Regions from separate parts of the Mus musculus genome. Here all the other regions are linked to region 3. A link is a contact called in public promoter capture Hi-C data. All regions are on one chromosome and are shown on one strand. Each heading gives the region's core, a stretch centred on a gene start, on an enhancer-like site or on the middle of the called end of the contact. The rest is flanking DNA. Distances are from core to core; before and after follow the strand shown. Region 1 overlaps Macf1 (microtubule-actin crosslinking factor 1). Region 2 overlaps Macf1 (microtubule-actin crosslinking factor 1). Region 3 overlaps Macf1 (microtubule-actin crosslinking factor 1).

Evidence for each region. Capture Hi-C pulls out chosen DNA fragments and counts their contacts.
Region 1: a promoter capture Hi-C map of liver shows a contact between it and region 3. The contact joins two enhancer-like sites. A contact is called at or near these places in 6 of 484 Hi-C or Micro-C datasets (the Ba/F3 cell line, the G1E-ER4 cell line, alveolar type 2 cells and 2 more) and 4 of 9 other capture datasets (adipose tissue, embryonic stem cells, liver and 1 more).
Region 2: a contact with region 3 is called in a promoter capture Hi-C map of liver. The contact joins two enhancer-like sites. A contact is called at or near these places in 1 of 484 Hi-C or Micro-C datasets (group 2 innate lymphoid cells) and 2 of 9 other capture datasets (adipose tissue and liver).

The regions. Positions count from the first base shown.
Region 1 is chr4:123,526,045-123,529,441 of GRCm38.p6, reverse strand. The region is part of intron 5 of Macf1 (microtubule-actin crosslinking factor 1); the gene reads left to right. Among named protein-coding and RNA genes, the nearest start is that of Gm31156, 24 kb to the left of the region's middle. Within about 2 kb of position 1,656, at least 116 of the 459 cell types and tissues checked have an H3K27ac peak or open chromatin away from gene starts, as enhancers often do. A contact at or near this core is called in liver, where this site is marked.
Region 2 is chr4:123,571,130-123,574,415 of GRCm38.p6, reverse strand. All of the region lies in intron 1 of Macf1 (microtubule-actin crosslinking factor 1), which reads left to right. Among named protein-coding and RNA genes, the nearest start is that of Gm31156, 21 kb to the right of the region's middle. Within about 2 kb of position 1,370, at least 346 of the 459 cell types and tissues checked have an H3K27ac peak or open chromatin away from gene starts, as enhancers often do. A contact at or near this core is called in liver, where this site is marked.
Region 3 is chr4:123,372,242-123,375,823 of GRCm38.p6, reverse strand. Macf1 (microtubule-actin crosslinking factor 1) reads left to right here. Exons shown (of 98, transcript NM_001199136.1): 84 at 898-1,092; 85 at 1,381-1,509; 86 at 3,331-3,474. Among named protein-coding and RNA genes, the nearest start is that of Bmp8a, 31 kb to the right of the region's middle. Within about 2 kb of position 1,288, at least 4 of the 459 cell types and tissues checked have an H3K27ac peak or open chromatin away from gene starts, as enhancers often do. A contact at or near this core is called in liver, where this site is marked.

The DNA.
Region 1 (3,397 bases), core at 407-2,906, 150 kb before region 3:
TGGCGCTGCAGTTTTGCTGGCCCTTTAGTGCCAGACTAAGGGAAGAAGCACCCACTGTAGCTACACAAGAGCCGGCCGGCCGGGGCTTTAGGGTCTCTAGTTGCTTTCCTTCTGGGAAGACTCTTCAGGAAAGGTGATAGGGCTGTGCTGGTATATGTTTTTTGAGCTTACATAGCCAGGACAACATAGCAAAATCCCATTACATTCATGTACATACATACATACACAGTGTGTATGTGGCTTAGTGGTGGTGCATATGCCTCTAGCATGTACAAGGCCCTCTATTTGATTCCTGGCACTGCAGGAACATGAAAGATAAACTGCTACAACAGAGAAGAAACATGCATACCTCTTTTCTCCCACTCCATTCAGAGAGCCTTCGATTGCATGTGTTAGGCAGTGTGCTGGAAACCTGGTGGAGGAATTCTGCTGGCTGGCAGCGCAGGGTGTGGTCTATGAGCCTTACTTACATCAGTCTGAGTGAAAATCACCTGGGTTTCAGTCCCTCAGCTGCTCTCCCCAGTCAGCAGCAAGTGTTATTTCTTCGTTGCTTGGCTACAGAGTCTAGCTGCTAGTTTAGAACTATGGGAATATCTTCTTGTTTTATGGCAGTGGAGAGCAGATTTTTCTCCCTCTAGTAATTAATGGAGCTGAAATGAAAAGTCTCTCTTTTATTCTATGGGTATTTTCGAGACAGGGTTTCACTCAGTAGTCCAGGCTAGCTTCAGACTTGCTTTGAAATTCTTCCTTTTTAGCCTCCCAGTAGCTGAGATTACACACATCAACCATTTTGTCGTGTTAACATGAAGTCTAAATGGCTTGTGTCTTCCCCGTCCTCAGTTATTTCAACTTGGACAAGTTAATCAGCTTTCTTAAATCTGAGTTTTCTTTACTTAAAAATTGGGCCACACATGGCTGCTGTGAGAATATAACAGAATAATATATATTATCCTGTTACATTATATATATGTTATATATGTGTGTATCTTCACATAGAACTTGTTATATAGCAAGTACTCAAAATACGATAGCTAACTGTGGCAAAGGCAGTACTGATGATTACTATTGAACACTTATGTCAAATACTGTTGTCTGACTTTTATATTGTATTGACAAGTGATCACCTGTCCCTGAGGCTTAACATACTATACTCAAAATCAATTTCCAGGTTTTTCATCAGTGTGTCTGGCCATCCGAATTAGTGGATGTTACTCTTTGGAGCTGGCCATATATGCCACAGGAGGCTGGATTGTTCATACCCCTGTTTCTTTTCTTAATGGAAGGAGTGGGCTCTAATCTTTCTTAGGTTAAAATTTGATTATGTATATCTTGCTTGCTCTTTTCCTTTGGGCGTCTTGGAGCAGTGATTAAAACATATTTCATTTCATAGGTTGGGAGCTTTCATTGCGGCTTCTCTGGTCTTGTCTACCTGGCCCTTCCCTTCCCTTGCTAGTTAGTACCCACTGAGCTGGTTTGCTCTCCCCACCCCCTCTTTGATATTGTTCTCCTCCTCCTCTCTCCGGCTACCTCTCTCTCTTCCTTTCCCCTCCCCTTTCCATTTACTCTTACGTTCTCCCCTCCTCCTCCCTCTCCCTGGTTTCTAGCTCCTTTTTGCGTTCTGTTTGTGTTACTGAGGGCAGTGCTCCAATTACCTCATATTTGGAGAGAGGAAGCGGCAGCCAATCCGGTTTCTGTCTGCTTTTAGGTCAAGTGATTTCTGAACTGCAGTGAGATGCTTTGAAATTTGTCTTGTTGCAGCTCTGAGCCTGTAAGATGGCTGTCTGAATCGAGCGGCTGGAAGAGACAGAGAGAGGCGGGGAGGGAGGGAGAAAGGATTGGAGGGATTGCCGGCATAGTGCATGTTTTTTGGTTTTTGGTTCTTTTGAATGTGCATCGAGTCCGATGAAGCCGACATTGGAATGCCTCTGGGATCCGAGGACTGATTCAACTGCTTTATTTTCTGAGATTGAGAGAGGAAAGAAATGGGAAATTCACTGGGCTGTGTTAAGGAGCCGAAAGAGTCCATAGCTGTTCCTGAGAAGGCTCCCATATCTCCTAAGAAGAGGGTTCGGTTCAAAAGGAAGTGGAGAGGGAAGAAAATCCTTACTCCAGAAGCATCTCACAGGGAGGAAGCTTTGGAAGGCACTGGAGTCATTGAAGAGACTGAAACCCTAACGAAGTTAACAGCGAGGCTCCCAAAGGAGCCCGGAGTGGGAGGGGCAGAGCACCCCCCATCAGACATTTTCCTGCCCGGAGACTCAGCTCCCAACTCAGGGGTGGGCGATCAAGGGATGATTGTGCAGGTAAAGGAGAGCTTCCAAGCAGAGATCCAGACTGCTCACCTTTTGTTGGAGAATGAGTCATCAGTTGTTGGAGGGGCCTGGGATTCCCTGGAAGAGGGTATGACAGTCATTGCTCACCTGCTTGATAACCCAGCAGAAAGGAACTGTGAGAAGTCTGTGAGCCAACTGGTGGAATTTCCGAGGACAGCATCCTGCAGCAGCAGGGCTGTGCTGTTGCCTTTGCAGGGAGAGACTGCAGTGGAGCAGGGAGGCACTCTGCTCAGACATCGACATCGGAGCAGCACTTTGCCTCGGACGGATTACCCCTCTGAAACAGTAGATCAAGACCAACCTTCAGAGGGCTGGAGTGTGGGGGGAAGAACCAAGAGTGTTCCAAGTGCCCCTCCCACAGGTTCTTGGATTGCTAAGTGTTCTGTTGCTTCATCAATACCAAAACAGTCAGGAGACCCTATTCACACAGAGCCTACCCATGTAGGTCTCGTGTCCTGCAAGGGTCCCATAATGCCTGCTTCTCAGAGTGATTTATCTGTCAGTGGCATCACTGTGAGCATTTTGCCATCCTCCTCTGGCTATGGCAGCGATGGGCTGCGCCTGCATGGGATCCGGCCTGAAGATACAGAACCTGAAAAGACCTCCACACCCTTCTCAGAAGAGGATGGTACCCTGTCTTTGGAGGCAAGCCATACTGATCGTGGGGTCTGGAGGAGGTGGATGGTGTATTTGGGGTAATCAAACTGTCTTTTTGGATTTCCTTCCGCTCAGGCATATCGAAGTGGAGTGTGGTAAGCAGTAAGGATCTTGGAGTATTTCAAACTTACCCCTATATGGGGAGTGTGAGTTAGTGATGGCTAGGGGTTGGCAAGCATAATCTATTTCAAGTCTGTCTCTTGATGCTTAAAACCAAGTCTTGTTGGCTCTGGGGAAATCTCAGGTTTTGAGTGTCCATGTAGCATAATTGCTGAGGTTATCTGGTAGGATTGTCTTTCAAGGTGCAGTTCTGGGCATTCCTCATACTCAGTCAGGGCTGTTGGCTTGTTTGCCCCCTTCAAGAAGTTGTTATGTAGCACAAAGGGTAAAGGGAAGCCTAGCTTAAT
Region 2 (3,286 bases), core at 121-2,620, 200 kb before region 3:
GTGTGTACCATTACACTTGACTAATTTGCATTTTTAAATATTCATGAAACTTGGTGTAGTAGTGGAAGTGCGTCCATGACTGTAACCTTTCCTGAGTGGAGGGTGGCAAGTGTTGCAGAGGACAGTGGTGGACTACTCTCAGCTGTTGGGAGCAAGTGTGTCCACACTGCACTTCATAAAATAACTTTTTGAGAGAGGTAGTGGTGGCTCATTTAATTTAGATTTAGATTGTGTAAACTCCTTGCTAGCTTTTTTTTTTCCTTGCTAGCTTTTAAACGTATTTTATTAGGTTTGTGTGTGTCACACAGCTCACACTTTCTGATGTGCAGTTTACTGTATTTCGACAGATGAGAGAAAATTATAATACGTAGAACACTTCCAGAACCCCACAGCTTTCTTGAGCCAGCTCTTGTAGTGCGCCCCATCTCTTTTGCTTTTATCTATTGTTTTCCTATTGTATGTAGCCTTTTGTGTTTGATTTCTCTCACATGTAGACATACAATACTTGAATGTATTCCTAACTTTCTTTTTATTGCAGAGAAGTGGTTCTGTGTATGGACACACTACACTTTGATTAAAAGTTCACCACTTAATAAATTTGAGTTATTATCTTGTATAGTGTTGGTAATTTAACATTCATATACAGATCTCTGTGTGGGCCTTTCTTTTCATTTTGTGTGATTGTTCTCAGCAAGTTTGCTTGTATTTGAATGGTTAACTTCATAAGCATTTGACTAACTCTTTTCTGAAGTAGTTCTTGTAGTTTATCCCTCCCCAGTCCTTGCCAGAACTTGGAATAATTGCATTTTTTCATTTGAGCCAATCTGGCTTTCTTTCAGTAGTGGTAAGGATTCAGTAGCTGTTACAGTACCCACATCAGGTCTATAAGCAGGCCCTGGTTTTGTGGAAGATTTGGTTTTCTGCTCTCTTTTAGTTCTTGATGTCCATCCCATACCCCCTGACCCTGCTGATGGAAAGTTTTATTTAGTTTTTTGTTTTTTTTTTTCTCCGTAACCCCTAAAAAGTGCCAGGCTGTACTTGTGGAGCCGCTTGCTCCCCTGATACCCAGTGCTCCCTCCGCTCTGTGAGATGGGGTCTGTGGACTCTTCTCTAGTTTGGGCTGTGGAAGGTTGCGCTCTGGCTGTGCCAAGGCTCTTGTATACTTTGCCTCCTCCCTGCTAGAGTTTCTCCAGTGCTTCTGTGACTCTTTTCTTCTGGCTACATCCTGAAGTCTGGCATTCCAATCAGTCAGAGAATGGAAAGTTCAGAGTGTGACGTCCTCTGGTCCTCTGACACCCTCCCCTCTTGTAGAAAGGTCTGAGGTTTGTTTAAGCTGACCAGAGGATGCCAAAGATAGAGGTTTGAGTCAGCTCTACACTGACTTTGGCCTCCTTCTCACTCTTCTTCCTCCTTCCCTTCCCCCTCCCCCGCCAACCAGTTGCTTTCTGGGCTTTGTCTGAGACACACTGTAGTTTTAGTCCCAGTAGTTTGCTGCAAAAAGCGCAGAGTCGAGATGGAAGAAGCTGCCAGGAAGTTTCTGACCACATTAAGCCTGGGCATCTGCCTCTGCCGCTGAGCTGATAGTAAGGGGCAGCATAAGCTCAGGAGAAAGGCATCCCGAGGCAGCCCTGGGCTCCGCCTGTGTGCCCGTGTGAGGCTCACTAAAGGAGGAGAAAGAGCAGGCCTGGAAATGCCTCTTTTAGATTCATCTTATTTGCCGCCAACCCTCTTTATTTTGACTCACATTCTTGGAATTGCTGGTATTCTGTACTGGAAGAGCTGTGCCAGAGACAGAGCAGGTAACTAAGTGGTGCCTCCCTTCTTGAATCTTCTGTGGGGCTCTTAGGGTGGGGTAAAGCGGGGAGATCTTCCCACTTGATTGCTTGCTTTAAAGGGCCAGTGCACCCTTCAGCTGTTGTGCTGTCAGGGGATGGAGGGGAAAGACACAGGGAGAGGGGAGGGAGAGGGAGAGAGGGAGAAAAGGAGAGGGGGAGAGGGGGAGAGAGGGAGAGGGAGAGGGAGAGGGAGAGGGAGAGGGAGAGGGAGAGGGAGAGGGAGAGGGAGAGGGAGAGAGAGAGAGAGAGAGAGAGAGAGAGAGAGAGAGAGAGAGAGAGGGAGGGAGAGAGAGAGAGGGGGGGGGGGAGGGAGGGAGGGAGGGAGGGAGGGAGGGAGGGAGAGCGCGAGCCCCGAGCTCAAGCCAGTCAGTCAGACTCCTTCCTGTTCTTGTGACACTGGCTGAGGGCCTGGGTAGATGAGATGATGACTGGTTTCGCTGTTGAAGGGAAGTGCCCATTGCTCTAGTGTCCTGCCTCGGAGGATTAAGGCCTTCCTTCCTTTGCTTTCTCAATCACCGAATGGAGTTTTGGAATCCGTTGCCTTCTGAAGTGTGGGATGGGTGTAGGCAAAAGAGGAGGGTGGTTACAAGGGAAGGGCTGTGTGGCCTCCTTTCTGGGGTACATTCTGTGTTGCTCTTTGATGCAATTGTTACTGCTCCTTCCTGGGGCTATACCTAAGCCACAAGTGTTAGGAAGCTGGTGGTTGTTTTGTCCCCAGGAAATCAGACTCTGATCATTGTGGCACTGGAGCTTTGGAGATCCCTCTGTTCCTTATGCTGTCCTCCATGCTTTCTGACTGCCAACTGTCAGGACCAGCCCCAAGTACACCTGGCTCTAAGTGGCTGTGTGTGAGGACTATAGGTATACTTGTCCTGGAGGACACCCTTGGATTTCAGGCTTTTAATATTGTCACTGATAACCTTCTTCTACTTAGGTACTTGTTACTGGTCTCTTTAAGCTAAGACAGGGCTTGATGACCTATTACTTATATTTCTATGAAAAGTTCACCAATGCTTGACAGAATTAGAATTAGACCCTGTTGATTCCCCAGTGTCCTTTTCTGGTTAAGTCCCAGAAAAGCTGTTGGCTAAGTATTCAGGTTCACTGTGTGGCTCTATCAGCAGAAACAGAGGCAGACATTTACAATTATGTATGTGTGCTTGTATGGTGCTATGTTTAAGGGGCAGCCCAAAGTGACATGCTTGTATTTGAGCTTGTATTAGAAAGAAATGGGTGGCTGGGCCAGTGACATGCATCTGGAGTACTAGAGCTAAGAAAGCTAAAGCTGGGAGATCTCGAGGGAATCTATGTAGTGAGCCTTTGTCTCAAAATAACCACAGATGCGGGCTTAGCCTAGTATAAGCCCCTGGGTTCAGTCTGAAAATCAGAAAGAAAAGGGTAGGCAGTGTTTGAATCTATGATTTGTCATTTATAAAATGAAGATGACATTT
Region 3 (3,582 bases), core at 39-2,538:
TTGCCTTGAAACATTCTATGGGCCAGTGAGAGAGCTTAACAGGGATGGGGCTTGCTGCCAAGCCTGACAACCCAGGTTCAATCCCTGGAACCTACATGGTAAAAGGAGAGAAATGACTCTAGCAAGTTATTCTCTCATTTCCATAACTGTCTACACATATAAACAAAAACAGAACTAAGTGTAATTTATCACATTCTCTGTACTTCAGGTATGTTCTTTCTTATCTCCCTCAATTCTAGAAATACTGGTATAATTATTCGAGTTTTTTAGATTAGGTAAAGTAAGCACCTTTCCCAAAGTCAAGCAGGTCAGATGCCTGAGCTGACATTCATAGCTAGAGCTGCTGATTTTTTTTTTGTGTGTCTTAACACACACACACACACACACACACACACACACACACAGAGAGAGAGAGAGAGAGAGAGAGAGAGAGAGAGAGAGAGAGAGAGAGAGAGAGAGCAGGTTGAATAGAGTAAAGCATAGGCATCGAAGGAGAATGAGATTGGTGGTGCAGACATCTTGAAAGTCACCTACTTGTTCTCTCTGCATAAATAAGACATATGACAAGACCCTACCAAGGAGACTGCTTGTTCTGTGGTTTTACTCTTACACAAAGCATTTATCAGACACAGGGCTAGAGAGACTGCTCACCAGTTAAGAGCACGTTTGTTCTTTCAGAGATCCTGGTTTCAGTTCCCAGCACCCACATGGTGACTTACAACCATCTGTAGTTCCAATTCCAAGGGATCTGACACCTTCTCTGGCCTCCATTGGAACTAAGGCATGCACGTGGCATATAGACTGCAAGCTAAACACTCCTACACAAGAGAAAATAATTCTTAAAAATTGAAAAAAATAATTTACCAACAACTAATTCCCAACTTCTTCTTTAACCAGGTTTTCCAAAAAGAACTGGGAAAGAGAACCGGCACAGTTCAGGTCCTGAAACGATCAGGCAGAGAACTGATTGAGGGCAGCAGAGATGACACCACGTGGGTAAAGGGGCAGCTCCAGGAGCTTAGCACTCGCTGGGACACGGTGTGTAAACTCTCTGTTTCCAAGCAAAGCCGGCTTGAGCAAGCCTTAAAACAGGTGAGATAAATTTTTGGGCTCAAGCCATGGCTTGGGACCCAAGCATATAGATCTGAGTTTCTTTACCAGCATCATGAAGTCCCACAGTCTTGAAATGAAAATAACGTTGTATTCTGAACATTCTACAGGACTTTGATCAGTCATTGAGCTTGTTTTCAAAGGTCTACAAATTAAGATGACCTTTGGCCTCTGGTAGAATGTAGTCCTGGATGTTTCCCCAGCAAACTCTAGTGTCTAGTGCCCCAGCTGCAGGGGGAGGCCAGATCTTCTTGTGCTTGGTTATTTCAGGCAGAAGAGTTTCGGGACACGGTCCATATGCTGTTGGAGTGGCTTTCTGAAGCAGAACAAACACTTCGCTTTCGAGGAGCCCTTCCTGATGACACGGAGGCCCTACAATCTCTCATTGACACCCATAAGGTAATCTAGTCTCAAGGAATGGTAATCTGTGCTACTCAACCATGCTGAGAATTGTCTCACTGCTAACAAAAAGCAGCATTTGCTTGTAAATGCCAAATGAACTGTCCGTGTACTCAGCAGGAACCAGAGAGGTATTGTGCTGCTCATCAGCAGCGTTCTTTTTTTGTTTATGTTTTTTTTGGGGATAGGGTTTCTCCCTGTTCTGGCTGTCCTGGAACTCATGCTGTAAAGTAGGATGGCCTCGAACTCACAGAGACCTGCTCTCTCCTGCCTCCTGAGTAGTGCCCAAGGAGACCAGACAGGGCATCAGATCCCCTAGAACTGGAGTTACAGTTTTGAGCCACCATAGGTGTGCTGGGAATTGAACCCAAGTCTTCTGCAAGCAACCAGTGCCCCAGCCACGGAGTCGTCTCTCACTGAGTCGTCTCTCACGGAGTCGTCTCTCACTGAGTCGTCTCTCACTGAGTCGTCTCTCACTGAGTCGTCTCTCACTGAGTCGTCTCTCACTGAGTCGTCTCTCACTGAGTCGTCTCTCACTGAGTCGTCTCTCACTGAGTCGTCTCTCACTGAGTCGTCTCTCACTGAGTCATCTCTCACTGAGTTATCTCTCACTGAGTCATCGCTCTGGCCCCTCTTGTTGGCTTTAAACTAGTATAGTCCTTAAAGAACTTAATGAACATAGTTTCTAAAAGAAACTGTACAACATTTCCCTTTCTGATTTTTGTTTGTTGGTTGGCTAGAGTTTGAGACAGGTTCTTAGTATGTACCCAGATTACCCTTGAACTCCCAAGGGAGTCCCTTGAACACACTATCACAATTCTCGGATTGTAAGTGTATGTTATCATATTCAAATCCATTTTACTTCTCACCTACGCATGCCTTTATTTGACTAGCCTTTATTTGTTACTGGCCTTTGGTCCTTGTCTGATCTCCTAAAACCACTCAGCACACTGTATACTATAACATGGCATCTAGAGGTTTGTCCAACTCTTACGGAAGTGAGGAAATGTTTCATGTTACCTAGCCAGTTACTTTAATCTTAGTTTTATCGTTGCATTTTGTTGAGGGGGGAATTTCAAAATACAGTGTTTTATGACTGTCATCATATTTTTCCAAAATATGCTTTAAAATACAGGAATAAGAGGACTGGTGTGACGGCTGAGCAGTTAGGAGCACATGCTGCTTGCAGACATTCAGTTGCCAGCACCCATGTGGTGGCTCACAGCTGTCTGTAACTTCATTCCAGGAGAGCCAGCACCCTCTCGGGCCTCTTCCAGTATCGTACACATACGTACAGGCAAAATATCCATACACATAAAATAGATGTTTTACTAAGATGGAAATAAATATGAATAAGAGAGGGAGAAACTGAAAATAGAAACAGGAGCAGAAGGAATAGAGCCACACCGGTGTCCCTAGTCTTTTTGTCTTCATTCTTAGTTTCCTGTGTCCTATAGGCCTTGACAGATCATGCCAGCAACACCTAGATACAGGCTTTTTCAAGGTCTGTGTTGACACATAAGAAGAAGAAGATGGGGCTGGAGAGATGGCTCAGTGGTTAAGAGTACTGACTGCTCTTCCAAAGGTCCTGAGTTCAAATCCCAGCAACCATATGGTGGCTCACAACCATCCATAATGAGATCTGATGCCCTCTTCTGGTGTGTCTGAAGACAGCTGCAGTGTACTTAGATATAATAATAAAGAAACCTTTTTTTAAAAGAAGATGATGATGATGATGAAACATTTTTTCCTTTTACTATAAACTAATGGTTCTGATACGTAGATTTCTCTAGTTTTTGTTTTTGGCTCTTGTTTGTTTAGGAATTCATGAAGAAAGTAGAAGAAAAGCGGGTAGATGTGAACACAGCAGTGGCGATGGGAGAGGCCATCCTGGCTGTCTGCCATCCCGACTGCATCACGACCATCAAGCACTGGATCACCATCATCAGAGCTCGATTCGAGGAGGTGAGTCTCCACCAGCCCAATACGCCGAGTCAATCAGAGAAAGGGTCTTTCATTCACTGTAAGCGATCGATTGCGTTTCAGTGAAGGCTGAAGTGATGGCCAGTGGAA